Linked DNA regions of Bactrocera dorsalis: region 2 is linked to region 1. The links are chromatin contacts, called in public Hi-C maps. All regions are on one chromosome and are shown on one strand. The core of a region is the stretch at or near the end of the contact, and the rest is flanking DNA. Distances in the headings are between cores, read along the strand shown. Region 1 holds the start of LOC105225409 (ornithine decarboxylase 1). Region 2 holds the start of LOC105225425 (hairy/enhancer-of-split related with YRPW motif protein).

What was found. Hi-C and Micro-C count contacts between places; a contact is called where the count stands out from the background.
Region 2: a Hi-C map of whole body shows a contact between it and region 1, with 2.9 times the contacts expected there. The contact joins the enhancer-like site here to the promoter of LOC105225409 in region 1. A contact is called at or near these places in 2 of 2 Hi-C or Micro-C datasets (both in whole body).

The regions. Positions count from the first base shown.
Region 1 is chr3:53,028,231-53,035,480 of ASM2337382v1, reverse strand. LOC105225409 (ornithine decarboxylase 1) reads left to right here and starts at 4,292. Exons shown (of 8, transcript XM_011203848.4): 1 at 4,292-4,519; 2 at 5,230-5,321; 3 at 5,373-5,530; 4 at 6,788-6,911; 5 at 6,970-7,143; 6 at 7,239-7,250. The coding sequence starts at 4,345. It overlaps LOC105225408 (hypothetical protein), which reads right to left and starts at 2,197. Exons shown (of 2, transcript XM_011203845.4): 1 at 1,612-2,197. The coding sequence starts at 1,653.
Region 2 is chr3:53,064,773-53,072,022 of ASM2337382v1, reverse strand. LOC105225425 (hairy/enhancer-of-split related with YRPW motif protein) reads right to left here and starts at 5,530. Exons shown (of 3, transcript XM_011203876.3): 1 at 5,188-5,530; 2 at 4,911-5,125; 3 at 1,163-2,892. The coding sequence starts at 5,360. The coding sequence ends at 1,970. Within about 2 kb of position 2,497, the one cell type or tissue checked has open chromatin away from gene starts, as enhancers often do.

The DNA of each region.
Region 1 (7,250 bases), core at 3,043-5,542:
TAAAAGGTGCTTTCCAAAGTAAATAGGGCTTAAAAAAGACAGAACATATGGTTTTTTCGGCAAAATCAATTTATTTTATTCAAAATAGTCTTCTTCAATACAGCTTTTTGCACGGTCCAAAAGCATGTGTTTTAGCTCCTTGGCCGGTATGGCCGCCAGTATGCCAGTGCAAGTCTTTTGAATGGCCTCTACGTCTGCATAACGCTTTCTTTTCATAGGCAAATGCACTTTTCCGAAAAGGAAGAAGTCGCACAAACATACTGACGCCTAAAACGCAATAACTTCACTTCCAATCGATGAAATGTTATGAAATTCTCACCGGACAATCAATAAAGATAGCAGATTCTAACGCACTAGTCGAAAAAGTCCTGTTTACTTTGGAACGCTCCTTGTATAAGGGAGCTTGGTAATGCGTGGACCAATTTCAACTGTTAACGCCACCAATGGCTAAGTATGAAATTTAGTTGAGTAGTTGTTAGAATATGGGATTTCACCTAAAAGGGGTAGTTGTCAAGCCCAATATTCCATTTTGACACTATGTGGCTTTTTGTATCATATTGAGTGCGAATTTTAAGTCTTCTAGCGTGTTTATTTGTAGTTAGTGAGTCAAAAAATTTTAATGAAAGTCGTGGAATTTCAAATTATGATTGAATTCGACCTTTAAAGAAAACAATGACAATCTGACAATTATCAAAGTCTTAATTAAGGATATTCTGCATTTGTGACAAAGTATGAAACATAGACACGTAATTACACATCTGAGTCCAATCGACACAATAGTCAGTCAGCAATGTTTTAGTCAGCCATTTTTGGGGTCCTTATATTATGAACTTGGGAAAATTAGATATTAGACCAAATTTTAGACCATAAGCTTTTCAATCCATGTAAGAGATTAGATAACTTCAGCTAAAATTTGTTTTGAAATTATCAAAACAGGAGTTCAATATTCTACAATAAGATTTTGTTGTATAATCGAGGCATTGTTTGCTACTGTGAAGAAAGTCTTCAACTTTATTAATAGACATTGTTTTAAGCCCTCAGGTCAATTTAACCTTTGTAGTTAGGGGAGCTATTGTAGCAGCACTTTGTAACCACGAAGGACATTAATGGGTATGTCAAAGCTTAATGTTTGGTTCCGCTTGCACTTAACTCTTCCAAATGTTTTTGTTATTATATAATCATTTAAACTTGAAAATTAATTTATTACAATTTTCTGAAAAGTTCAAAAAACGTTTAAATTTATTGTGTAAGCGGGGATTAGGCAAGACAAGCTATGTTTCAATTTTACTTATCGTTTTTAATTTACGCTATTTTTTTTACTCTTGTTATTTTTATTGATTTGTGTTTGCGGTCAAGGCGCGCACGCAAATTCATTGTTTACTACATTTTACTACATTACACGTGAGACTTTCACATTCATTACAAATAACACATGCAATCACGTGCTAACCTACACACAGGTGTTCAGTAGGATACTAAAGAACAGACGTCCACCCGAATCATTATTTCTCATCCTGAAAGTTTTGTTTTCGTTTTCGCTGCTTTTCTATTATTGATTTTTTCACAGACACCAAACTTTCCAACCAACCGAACTATTGTATAATTACTCACCTTCAAACACGACTTTTTTGTTATTTTCAGTAACTGTGCCATTCTTGGATATCCTCAGGTTAATCGACAGTATGCAACAAGAACATTCCAGCAAACATCTGTCATACATACTTCCAAGTCTTCATATCTTCTCGTATCCTAGTAAAATCTGGATTCTGTTGCACTTTGTTAAACCTCGTGGTCTGAGTGTATCAGACTAAGAAAGCACTAGGCGTCGACAAGGAGCCATGAATGTCAAGGAAAATGTGAAAATATTCCGAAATTCCAATTACGACTTAACGATTGGCCTGCTGGTAACCGCAAAGTCTGAGCAAATATTTACTAATGCTGCCGTCTGTAAACGATTGGTGCCACTGAGGCCATTGCGTAGTCGTATGCCGTCGGTGACATTTTGGCACGCACAAATGCATGGTGCTGTGGGTGAGAAAAGCTGTTAAAAAGGGACTTCACTGACACATAATGGTCACTGTGCTTCATTGACAGACTCGCATAACACACATATGTATACATACATATTTATATGATTTGGTTGCAGCGCAGGCGCAAAAAGGTCCGGATCATAATAACGTGAGGAAGAAGAAACTGCTTTGCCACAACGAAAATACTCGAGAAACACTCGTTTTTAAGCTTCCTAACTTAGTAAGTTCAGGAAATTATTTTTAGAATTTCTGGCTATTATTATATTTATTTATGTAATATGCATGAATGTATGTAAATATAGATGTATAAGTTTAAAACATTTATAACACTGAGTTTTACTCTCATTTGCTACTCCAAACATTTAACGAAATTAGATAATTCAATGAATATTTGCGAATTCGATCTGGCATATCTCATTCACAACTGTATTGTAATCATAATGAGCTCCACTTCCATAACCTGTTTGATAATGTATTTGAATGTTTTTGGTTGCAAATTGATTGATATTTCCAAATTTAGGTAATTAGGGCCCACGGATAGTAACGGATGTGTTGGAGTGTCCAATCGTTAAGTTTTTTTTTATTATTTTTATATACATATGATACATGCTACTGAAGTACGATACAATTTTCAGCTGTATTCATTACTAACTTTGCTGTAGCAGCCGCTAAGGTTTGACGTGTTTTTATGAGCTTGGTGATTTTCGTTTCGGATCATATACTCGTAATTTGCTTATGAATTCTTGGCCAGAACCAATACTATAACGATGACCCAGCCTCCATATGGTATTTCCAAAAATAAATATAATATAAAGGTCCGTAATTTTTCAAGATTTTGAAAGCGACGACATTAATATAGACAAATGGATAAATATTTTTTGACAAAAATGAAAATTCCCGTTAGTTTTTGAACATACCTCGTATTGACCCAATTTTACTTCGTTAAGATAACTCAAATATTGACCACTATGTGGTATAAAGTCAAGCGGAAGTTCGAAAATTCTTATATTAGGTAAATGGGGGCAAGTGGAAGTATTGAGCAGATTTTACACATAGTTGTCATGGATATACTCTTTTCGAATTTCAACCCAGCCCACAATTTAATTGATATTGGCAAAGGTTGCCAATATAGGTTTTCACCTAAATGTGGGTGGTGCTACTTCCATTGTACGAAAAGATTTTTCCTGAACAAATTTTTAGATCCATATTCTCTAAGATAAGTTTGCAGAAAAATTATTTTATAGAATAAAAAGTCGCACCGCTTTATTACACATATGTTTATACTTATTATACAACAACTTTGTTGTTGAATTGCATACTAAAATAACTTTACGCAAATACAATTCTGAACGCTATGTTTTCGGATCGTTATAGCTTATAACTTTATCAGACTATGTGAAACCCCTATCGTCACCTGAAATGCAAAATAACGTAACAACATTTTCAGAAATTTGCAGTGGCATGAATGAAACACGAAATAAAAGCGAACATGAGTGAAACAAAATATTAATATTGGTTAAGACTGGTTTATATATGACCGCAGAACCAGAAAATGTTGAACATATGTAATATTATGTATATAATTTGAAGTAGTGAAGCGTAATCAATAAGACACTCAATTTCGATTTTTTTGATGATACGTTATTTTGCATTTCAGGTGACGATATGGACAGTCCATATTTATCTCCATTGGTTTCCGATGTTTTACTTACAATCGCATAAGCTCAATCATAATTAAGATTACTTAATAAGGAAAATAGGTCGTCTTGGAAGATCATGATCTTGATTTCGATCGCTATATGCTACAGTGGTCCGTTAAAAAAATATGTATGTATTTCGGATTGGACTTGATTTTGATCGGTCAGTTTGAATAGCATCTAAATTCTAAAGTGGTCGACAAATCAAAAACTTCTTTATGAAAAAAGGACATTCGCAATATTTCTGATCTGTATCTCTAAAACTGAGGGACTAGTTCGTGTATGTTCAGATAGGCATAGCTAAAACGATTCAGCTCGTCATTATACATTATAAAGTTTCCGACGTTTCCTTTTAGGTGTTACAAACTTCGCACACTTAATGTACTCTGCTAAGTGTATAACCACGGAAAGAAATGCAATTACCTTTGTTAGCATTCTTATACATTTCCTATTGGGAATGCATTCGTTATTAAATACATATAGGTATATTTACTAATATATGCGTCTTCAATATTGAAAATATTTAAGTGATAAGAACGCGTGTTTCTAATTTTGAATTTCTAGGTTTAATCAGTTCGCGTTCATATTTTGCGTTGTTTAGACTTAACGCAGCAGTCATGTACAAATTCGGGGAAATAAACACATACGAGGGAGTTTTAGACCTTAAAGGAGTCGTTAAAGAAGTTGACGTTGAAGAAATGGAAGAGGCGTTAAATATCTGCGATCTTTCTACTCTCTCCCAAAAGTATAAAACTTGGATTAAACATATGCCGCGTGTCAAACCTTATTATGGTGAGCTAAGCAATGGAATTTTGATCTAATAGATATGTACATGTATGTATGTATATGTACAACTGATTACGAATAATGTTCAACAAATAATACTTAATAATACTACATGTTTAGCAGCGACTGTGTAATTTAATAAAAATAGGCAAACATATGCATATATTTTTAGGGTAAAATATCACAATTTTGTACATAAAAATTCATACATACATACATACATATGTATGTAATAGCTATAATTCCATATGTAAATTTCAAATTTAAGTGGCTTCAGTTAAAATCATATGTCTGGGTAAAATTTACATGCGGTCTAGTTTGGAATAAGTTGGTCACAGTATCTTTAAATACCACTAAGAACCAAGTCAACCTAAACTATCATATAAATTGCCTATAGCGAAAGTACCATGTTCTTTATAGCTTAAGTATTTGAAAGTTTTTAGTTTTAAAAACATTTTTTCTAGATTTCTCATTGATTGCTTGTGAAAAACGCTTTAATATCATTTGGATAAAGCCTTTTTCACATAAAATTAAGGTTCTTAAGCAGCAATTATTATTATTATATTATTTTTGAAACTTCTACACTCATCATTGAACTGTTTCCAAACTATGGCAGGTGCCTTAAAACAAAAGATACAAAATATTGTCGAAAGTTGCTTATTTCTTTACTTGAAAATGTCAAGAGCCAAAGACACATCTTCATTTTTGTTTTGCAGCTGTTAAGTGCAATGACGATGCGTTGATTGTGAAGGAGCTAGCTGATTTGGGAGCCGGGTTTGACTGCGCTTCCAAAAATGAAATAAAACTTGTAAGTAAATGTCGATTAACTAAATAAACATATTAAAAAGATTTGACATAGGCCCTGGAAGCGGGTGCCAAATCTGAAGACATCATATTTGCCAATCCTTGCAAGCCACCGAGTCACCTCCAGTATGCTAAAGAGAAAAATATTATGGCAAGCACTGTGGACACTGAATTCGAGATCTATAAAATTTTTGAGCACTATCCGGAATCAAAGTAAGGCAATAAGTCTGATGTCTACTTATATGAGAAAAAATATGTCTATAAACAATATGATTATGATATGTTTGAGGAAAATATTTCTACATATTAATCATATACTTACAGTATTAATTATAAAGAACACGGCCGAAGTTGATTGAACAGTTAGTGAGATACGCAAGTACGCACACTTCTCAAAAATCCTAAAACTCGTACGAACACTTTAGTTTTCTAGCTTATTTGTTGCTCATACATACAAGTACATATGTATATCTTCACACAGATGGGTCAGTGACTGACTTCCATTACAAAGATCGTAGCATCCAATCTCCGGCGAGCTAAATTTTAAGTATTAAAATCGTATTTTCTTTTCTTTCAACGGACGTCCCGGAAATGCAAGGTCAAACCTTTTCGAGAATTTCAAAAATAAAAACGTTTTTCTAAAGTACACGATGCTTTCAAAATTGGCTTAGAATTTGTAGAACTTGGTAAATGCGCATAACGTCAATGGTTTTAACAAAGCTTTTAATACACTTTGGATTTTTATTAATTATTTCTCTTTTATACTTACACAATGAATAACAATGTCATACTTTTTGTTTTTGTATCAAATAACTTGGATAATGGATAACAACTTTGAGAAGAAGAGACTCACGTCTTTGAATCCATATCTAGGAGTTCTTGACACCACAAAGGTTCGGTGGTTCAACAGTTCAATTGTGGTTCTCGAAACCTCACCTAATCTTACGTCAATATGGAACTTTTTATCTTTTTAGTTGAGTATGGGTTTATCATTAAAAATGCTGTTGACGGTTCAAATGAATAGCATATACTGTAAAGAATGTTTTAAGGCATTCGCTTTCCAAGTCATCTTCCGAATGTTGGAACAATAGAATAATAATCAAGTTACGTCATCCCTTGGTAAACTGTACGAATATAGTTATAGACTCAATATAATAAATAATATTGCAGATTCTGTGGAAAGTTTAAGTAAACATAATTTAATTTGTGTAGGCTTCAATTTAGGTTATGCTCTGCGAAGATTTTCAACTCAACTTTTTAATAATACTTTTAATTTAAACTAGTCCCTGTATTTCCCTCTATAGTTTTACAAACTTCCTCCTTATTTTTTTGATTCAATAATAGTCAAGAAAGAAAATTTAACGCACTGTTTACCCAATAAACTTGAAATATTTAGATAAAATCAAATAGCCTTAAATACCACCTCAGTATTTTACGAATTTTCTAACTGCCTAGCAATTTTATTTTAAGTTTGGTGATACGTTTTCGGTGTGAGGCCAAAGTAGCACAATGCCCACTGGGCGATAAATTCGGGTGTAATGCTGAAGAAGATGCTGCGGCATTGATGCTCCTCGCAAAAAGCTTGGGGCTTTCCGTGAGTATAAAATTTAAACAAAACCATACCAATCAAAAATTAATATCGAATACACCAGGTGATAGGAACCAGTTTTCACGTTGGCTCCGGTTGCAGTGAATATCCGGCCTATAACCGTGCCATTGCTACAGCAAAGAATTTGTTCAAATTCGGAGAATTGCTTGGTTTCGACATGAAGTTGTTGGACATTGGCGGTGGATTCCCAGGGGCTGACGATAATAAATTTGCTGCTGTGAGTGCCGATAACTACAACTGCCGCGACTAAGCGCTAGACATTATCATTATTTTTCAATTCCTTATTAATACTAATGCATTTTTATTTTCAAGATTGCGGAAATT
Region 2 (7,250 bases), core at 1,248-3,747, 38 kb before region 1:
ATTTGGTATATGGTATTATCTTGACGTTCTTATGTTCTAGAGCGAAAACAAACTACTATGGACCAAAACCACGTCTACTTCCCTTATAATCCAATTTTAAGTTCCATTGGACATTCATATCCCAAAATGCAATTCGAACTTAAAGATGACCACCAAAAATTGTCCAAATCCGACCTAAACTATTCAAGTCCACAGTTAACGAATATGTGTATCAAACATTCAATTGCGAACATTTTATCGAAAATATCAGTCAATCTGTGGATATGTTATTTAAATTTGAAAAGAATACTTTCAGAATGCCTGTATGTGAAAAAAGTGTTGAATTGGATCAATAATTTCTTTAGCCTCCAGCTACATAATATAAAGATTTTCGAAATTCTAGTTGACTTTATACCGCATATATCGGGCAAATATGTTAGTTATTTTAATCAAATTGAGAGAACATGTTTTTTTAAAAACGGCGATTCTTTGTGCCTAAAATGGATAAAATCGGGTGTGAACTTGTTAAAGACCCCATATAACTTACAAACCTTATCAAAATTGTTCTTTTAATAAAAATTCTTATTTATTTTGTTCAGGAAGGCAATAAAAAGCCTTACCGTCAAAGGGTAAATTTTAAAAATCTTTAACAATATTATGACTAATCCAATGGTTTTGGATTATAGGCCATGGTATTCAAGGGAGAGCTGCCGTGAAAAATCAAATAAATTTGTTGGTGTTATGATTGGTAGGTATTGTCAAGTTCATTGCAACTCGTTGGGCATCTCTAAATTGTTTTTTTTTTTATCGATTGATCAATTGATTAAACAATTATTCTAGTCGCTTTAATTGCAATTTAAATGAACTTATTTTAATCAACAAACAACATTAATTTCAAACTTTTCTTATCTTTCTTATTCCCAGATGCATTAATTTGTTCGTGGAAGAAGCGCTACTTTAAAAACTGCAGCTACAATAAAATTTAAATAGAGTCGGAAAAAAACTTTTTGGAATAATCTGAGTTATGGTATCCTCAGCAAGAAAAATATTAAAAATAAAATAAAAATTAAATTTAACTGGCGTAAGTGTTATTTTTTCATGATTATAATTAGTGATTTCTCGGACATAAGTACCTTTAGCATGGATATTCTTTTTACCGACCCTTAGATAAGGTGTGATGTAAGTACTCTTTTTACCTATCCTTAGAATCTTACTTTGTGATTACTCCTTTTAGAGCCTAATATAAGGTACTATTTCACCAGTTACCGGGTAAACGAGGTAGTGGTGATTGACACTATTTGCGGAAATTTCATACAAAAACGGAAATAAAAAACGCATTAAACAATGATCGACAAGTGGATCTGGCCTCCAACCAGTTTTTCCTGTCCTCAGACCTCAATAGAATCGTCTGTTTCGCGCTATTGAAACCTCCTTTGAGCAAAAAATAATCAATCGCGCTATACAAATTGTGTAAAATTTGAATATTTCTTTAATCGGTACATCCAGATTCAGAGATGAAGTTATTAATGATATTTACTCACGGTTTGTTTATTTATATTTAAAATCATTTTTTTAATATCTATACAATATTCGTGTTTTAAAAGTAATAAGAACGCTAATACTATTTGTACAAGTATATCTACAATAACTTTGTATAAAAATATATTTACCATACATATTCTCACGTTTACCAAATGTATATTAAAGCTTAAATTTATTTAATCCTATTTCCCGGAAAATCCCTAAAGTGAATATTTGTACACGTTGGATCACTGTATGCATACATATGTATATGTAAGTAGATTTCACATACATATACAATAGTTAGAAAATGTTAACATTATATTTTCCTTATTTCATAATTTCTACAAATAAATTAGGTAAGTTGGACTTGCATTTTTTATCTTTCGTGACTAGGTTATGAATATCATTACTGCGTTTTTTCAACAACAGTTAACCGAAGTTATTGTTATACATTTGCATATGGCCGTTAATAGGCCATTTCGGCACCCCATGGTCGATATGGCTTGGAACCGTTCGCGGCCACGTAATTCGAATTGTACTCCTGTGCAGCTGCAACCGGATAATGTGTGGAGCCAGGGTAGTTCAGACCAGTTGCGGCAATGGCCGCAGTGGGATTGCGATGATCAATGTGAACCTGGGAGTTGGATAAGTCCGCATAAGTGACGCCTTGTTGATCGGTGTGCGTGTGTTCTTGCGTGTAGTGTTGAGGCTGCGGCTGCGCTTGCGGTGGTGGTGGCTGTTGTGGTTGCTGCTGAAGATGTGATTCGTGCGACACAGGTGTTTGCTGCAACTGTGACGACGCTGTCTGTGTTTGATGCGTTGAGAGTGATTGCTGCTGCTGTTGTTGTTGATTTGGCTGATTGGTTGCGTGACTTATGATAGGCATCGTTTCACTTGACACTGTTCCATTGGCCGAAGAAGCTCGGTTAACCTGTCCAGGCGCCGCTTGCTGCTGCAGCTGTTGCTGTTGTGTGCTGTGTTGTTGAAGGTGGTGCGGATGCGGCTGAAGGTGCGTAGTGCTGCTTGGCGAGGTGCTCAGTGTGGGATAGGCATGTATTGGTGTGGGCATATACGTGGGATTGAGGCCGGGATGAGCAGTAGGTGTGCCTGGGTAAGGTTGGTAAGGTGCTGCACTACAGTTTGTCTGATAACCACTGGATGCGGACGCCGAAGTCCAGCCGCCGGGACTGGCACAACTCTTGGCCGACAATTCACGCTGTTGCACGAAATACTGCAAATGCGACATGAGGCGTAGGCGAAGTGGGTCCTGAATATCCATACCCTCTATGGTCACTAAGTAGCGCGCTACCTCGGCAGCGCACTCTCGAAAGCCGATAATATGGTAATCCATGGCGAAGCGTTGAGGATCATAGCTGAACGATTCAATACCTGCAAACATAAATAAATGCGGTTATAAATAAGTCATTAAAGTCAGTCATGTATGCAAACAATTGCACTGGCTTTGTGAATCAATACGCTCACTAAGTTACACACTCGTACATACTTAAATACACACATTGTTCACATGTTAAATACTAAATAAAAACTATCATTATTTTTATTCCCACAACAGAGCATATTTCATAGCCCTAGTGTAACCCCTTTGCCCTGTGAGAGGGTGAGTTTATGCTAGCGTGGTGTCTCGGTAATGTCTGTATGTATGCTCATAGTTGATGGAATATACAGAATTATTTGCATTACGGGTGAATTAATAGCGCGACAAAGGCACTTGCTAAGTTGCATAGAATTCCCTTTGCTGTAGGCAATTGACTGCTGATCCTACTAATGGCACCAAGGTGGTGGTGGTTTATGGGATAGTTGGGCTGGCGGATTAAAATGATAAATTGAAAGCGTGGGAAATCCTTTTTTGGTGGGAAAACTGGTAAAACCGAATTCACGCGTACGGTTTAGGCATATAATTGACATAACGGAGTTTATGAGTGCCCCCCAAAAATGCTTTCACTTGTAGGCAGTAGGTAAATATTAAAGGTTTTTAACTAAAATAAAAATTTAAAAAAGTTTGTCAAGAAACTTTTAATAAATGAAATGAAATGATAAACAAATTATTATCGTCTGTATTTTAGAGGTTTTCTTTGATTTAGTGAAATTAAACGCCCGGCGGTTCCTCCATGCACCTGATGGGTCCTCAAGGGAAAGTTTAAGTTCTATTTCATAAAATTTAAATTTAAATTTGTAAACTTTTTATCAACACTTACATCAAACTAAATTGTAATAACGATGAAGATTTCAAATTTTCAGCACCAATTATTTATTATCAATTTTACAATAGTTACTTGAAAATATAAAATTTTCCTTGAAATTATTTTTTCAAAGCACTCTTAACTCAAGTCAAAACGTAAATGACTGCAAAGCTCACTCACAAGTGGCGACTGAACTAAAATATAACGGATATATCAAAGCAACATGCGACGTGATGTAAAAAATATTTAAAAATGCATGTTCATTCATGAAAATTTTTCAAAAAAGTAGTAGTTCGTGGAGGAAATTCCAGACGTTTAAGGGTTAAGAACAAATTATCATTTCTTTTTATATAAGCATTATTTCCTTTTTAGTTATCCTAAAGTGGATGTATAGTTACTAAAAAAATTCAAAGAAAAATTCTTCAAATTTTCAACTAATTATTATTTTTTTTTAATTTTAGCGATATACTTATATTTGATTGCTACTGAAACTACAGACAACCAAAAAAACGTTAATTACAACATATGAGACAGCATCTCGAAAAAGTGATAAAACTGTAAACTCGGCTATAACCCCAATAAAGAAGAAGAAGATATGTACATATGAGCTTATAATTAAGCAAATCAGACTTCATACTATAACAAACTGTTTATTTGAGCGTAAATGTAGTTTAAATTTTATCAAAATTTATGTGTGTATGTGTATCACTTCTTATCCGTTTTGCACAAGTTCTGGCATAATCCCTGGGACATTACTGCAGTGGTATTACTGAATGAATTTTCTATATTGTATTATTTAAAAATCATAAACGATAACAATTAATAGTGGATCAATTATTTCATTAAGATTAAATTTTTCGTTATATCACTTAGATTTTGGACGAATCGTTGGGTTTGAAGATTTCCGTTAGCAAACGCTTGATTATTTTCACATATCAATTTTTATTCAATTTAGTCACAAATACAGACACCTAGATTCTTGTTACTTTCAATAGAAATTTGTTTTTGCACTTCACAAAACTTTTATTTTCTCATAAAACACCTTCAATTTCAAATGAAATCCTCGTTTCAACAAGTTGTATTTTAACATATTTCTGCTTTCTACGCACATCCAGCATGCGCATGCGAATATCCATGTGACAATAGTGTATGTACGATTGTATGTTCACTAAAGGAGCTTATATGAGTGCAATTCAATTAATTTACCTTTTGTTTGCAGATTTTTCAAATGTTCCACGGTTAATTGTAAGATTTCAGCTTTCTCCAATTTAGCAGAACCTTGCTTTTCATAAGCCGTTGGCACGAGACGTTTCAACTCAGTGAGTGAAGAATTTATGCGATCCCGTCGCTTCTTCTCAATAACACCTCGCCTTTTCTTACGTGTCAATAACTGACAACTTCCAGTTTCGCTGGGAGAAACTCTAGATTTTCAGAAGAAGAAAGTGTTAGCTTCTTTTTATCAATTGAAAAGAGAGTTACTTACTGCTCTTTCGAGGATTCCTCAGAGTAGAGTTCATCACAATCACTTTCGGATAATGCGCGTTTCAAGCTATGACTTTGCGGTGGCGGAGCCCAGTGACTGTGCGGCGTACTCGCCACGGGAGCCGCTCCGTAGCCCCAATGAACAGGTGTATTGTTATGAAGATTATGTTCCATTTTCGTAGCAGAAGTCGACAATACACAATTATTTTGAATGAACAGGTTAGAGTTATAAATTTGTGGTCAACTTGATGCCTATATAAAAACCAACTATGTATTTATTTTTGTTTAATTATTGCTAGAGCTAGATCCACACGTGACTTATCGTGTGTACGAACGGCGTTCGACTGATTTTGCAGCGCATGACCAACGTGCGACCTGCATGTGCCGGCATATCCTGAACCCTTGTCCCGCTTAGCGAATCCTGCACAAAGCTCATTGTAACGCCGCCAATAAAAATCTGGACTCAAACCACCCCCTGGCTATAGCCAAGCTTGTGCCAGTGTCGGCTTTGCTGACAAAGGTGGTGACAACAAGCCCAAAGCCCAACTATCTATATACAAATACACATACATATGTATACATTAATACATACATGCAAGTTATATTTTTCTCTAACCCGGTTGAAACCCGACGTTCAGAGTTATATTTATTTTAACTTAAGGCCAGTAAAACCCGCCAAAGTACAAAACACTTTTATATTAATTAATATTTAATAATGTTTATTTAATTTTAACACGAAGCGTCAAACCGCTCGCTAAAGTAATTCCTTTCTTAATTAATGCTTAGTTTAACTTAACATCATTATTTATACCCTAGCTTAACATACGATATTAATAAGATTCTTAGTAGAGTGGGTATTATATGTTAAGTACATTAACATTGTGGATCTCTATATATAGATAAATAAATTTAACATAATAGTAGCTATGTAAAGAGATTGAGATCCACATATATGTAACTCGCTTACCCTTATAAGATTCGAGTCCCTTCGAATCTTTTAAATCATATATTAATGTATAAGATAGTTTTATAAATTTATTTTTTCAACAGTTGTACTTAATTCTTACTAAACAATTATAATTAGTTAATATTAATTTTGTTTTTGTTTGCGTATAGTTTTCCATATTTTTAGCATATACATATTGATGCTATTTTATGAATTGTTTAATGTGTTTAATTCAATGTTTAATGTATTGAATTCAGAGGTCTTCGAAATTGGGCAACGTCCATTTTATTGGGGTTACTATAATGGTATTTGTTGAATCTTTTAGCTGTTTTATGTCTAATAGCAGCTGGATTTTTTGTATATAAGTTGGGATTAGTTAATTCTAAAGATATATTCTCTCTTTTAAGATTTTCCCTGGTAATAGTCTTTCTTTTCTTTGTTTCAGTTTTCTTTCTAATATGATTAAAATCGATATTTAGGTTATTTAAAAAGTCTACGGGTTTTACTTTAGTTGTGCTATGTATTGAGTTGTTATAAAAGTGGATAGCTTTTAGAACGAGCTCTTCTGCATCGTTAAGATGGCCAGAATTTTTGAGAATTCGTATATGTTCAAGAAGCGTGGAATGCAGACGCTCTATGTCTGAGTTACCAGTGTGAGAATTGGGGGTAGTAAAATGCACCTCAATACTATTCTCTTGGCAATATAATTTTATTAATGCGTTGTTAAATTCATTATCCATTACTAGTTTATTAGGTTTACCTAAAAATGCAAATCTTTCTTCTAGTTTAACCTTAACTGTTATCATATTTTTATCATTCAATTTATGGGCGGTTCCCAATTTTGTAAATTTGTCTAATGTAGTTAGAAAATAGGTTTTTTGAATTTGAAAAATATCGACATGCACAATTTCGTTTGGCTTTTCTGGCGTATACGTGAACAGGAACCGTTTTCTAATCGGCTTTCTATCGTATTTATTTTCGATACAAACTCTGCAACTGTTGCAGTATCTATTTATATATTTTAATAATTTTGGGTTGAAATATAAATCTTTCAACTCTTCGAAATTTTCCTGAATGCCTCTATGATTGCCATTTATATGAGTTTCGTTAATAAGGTT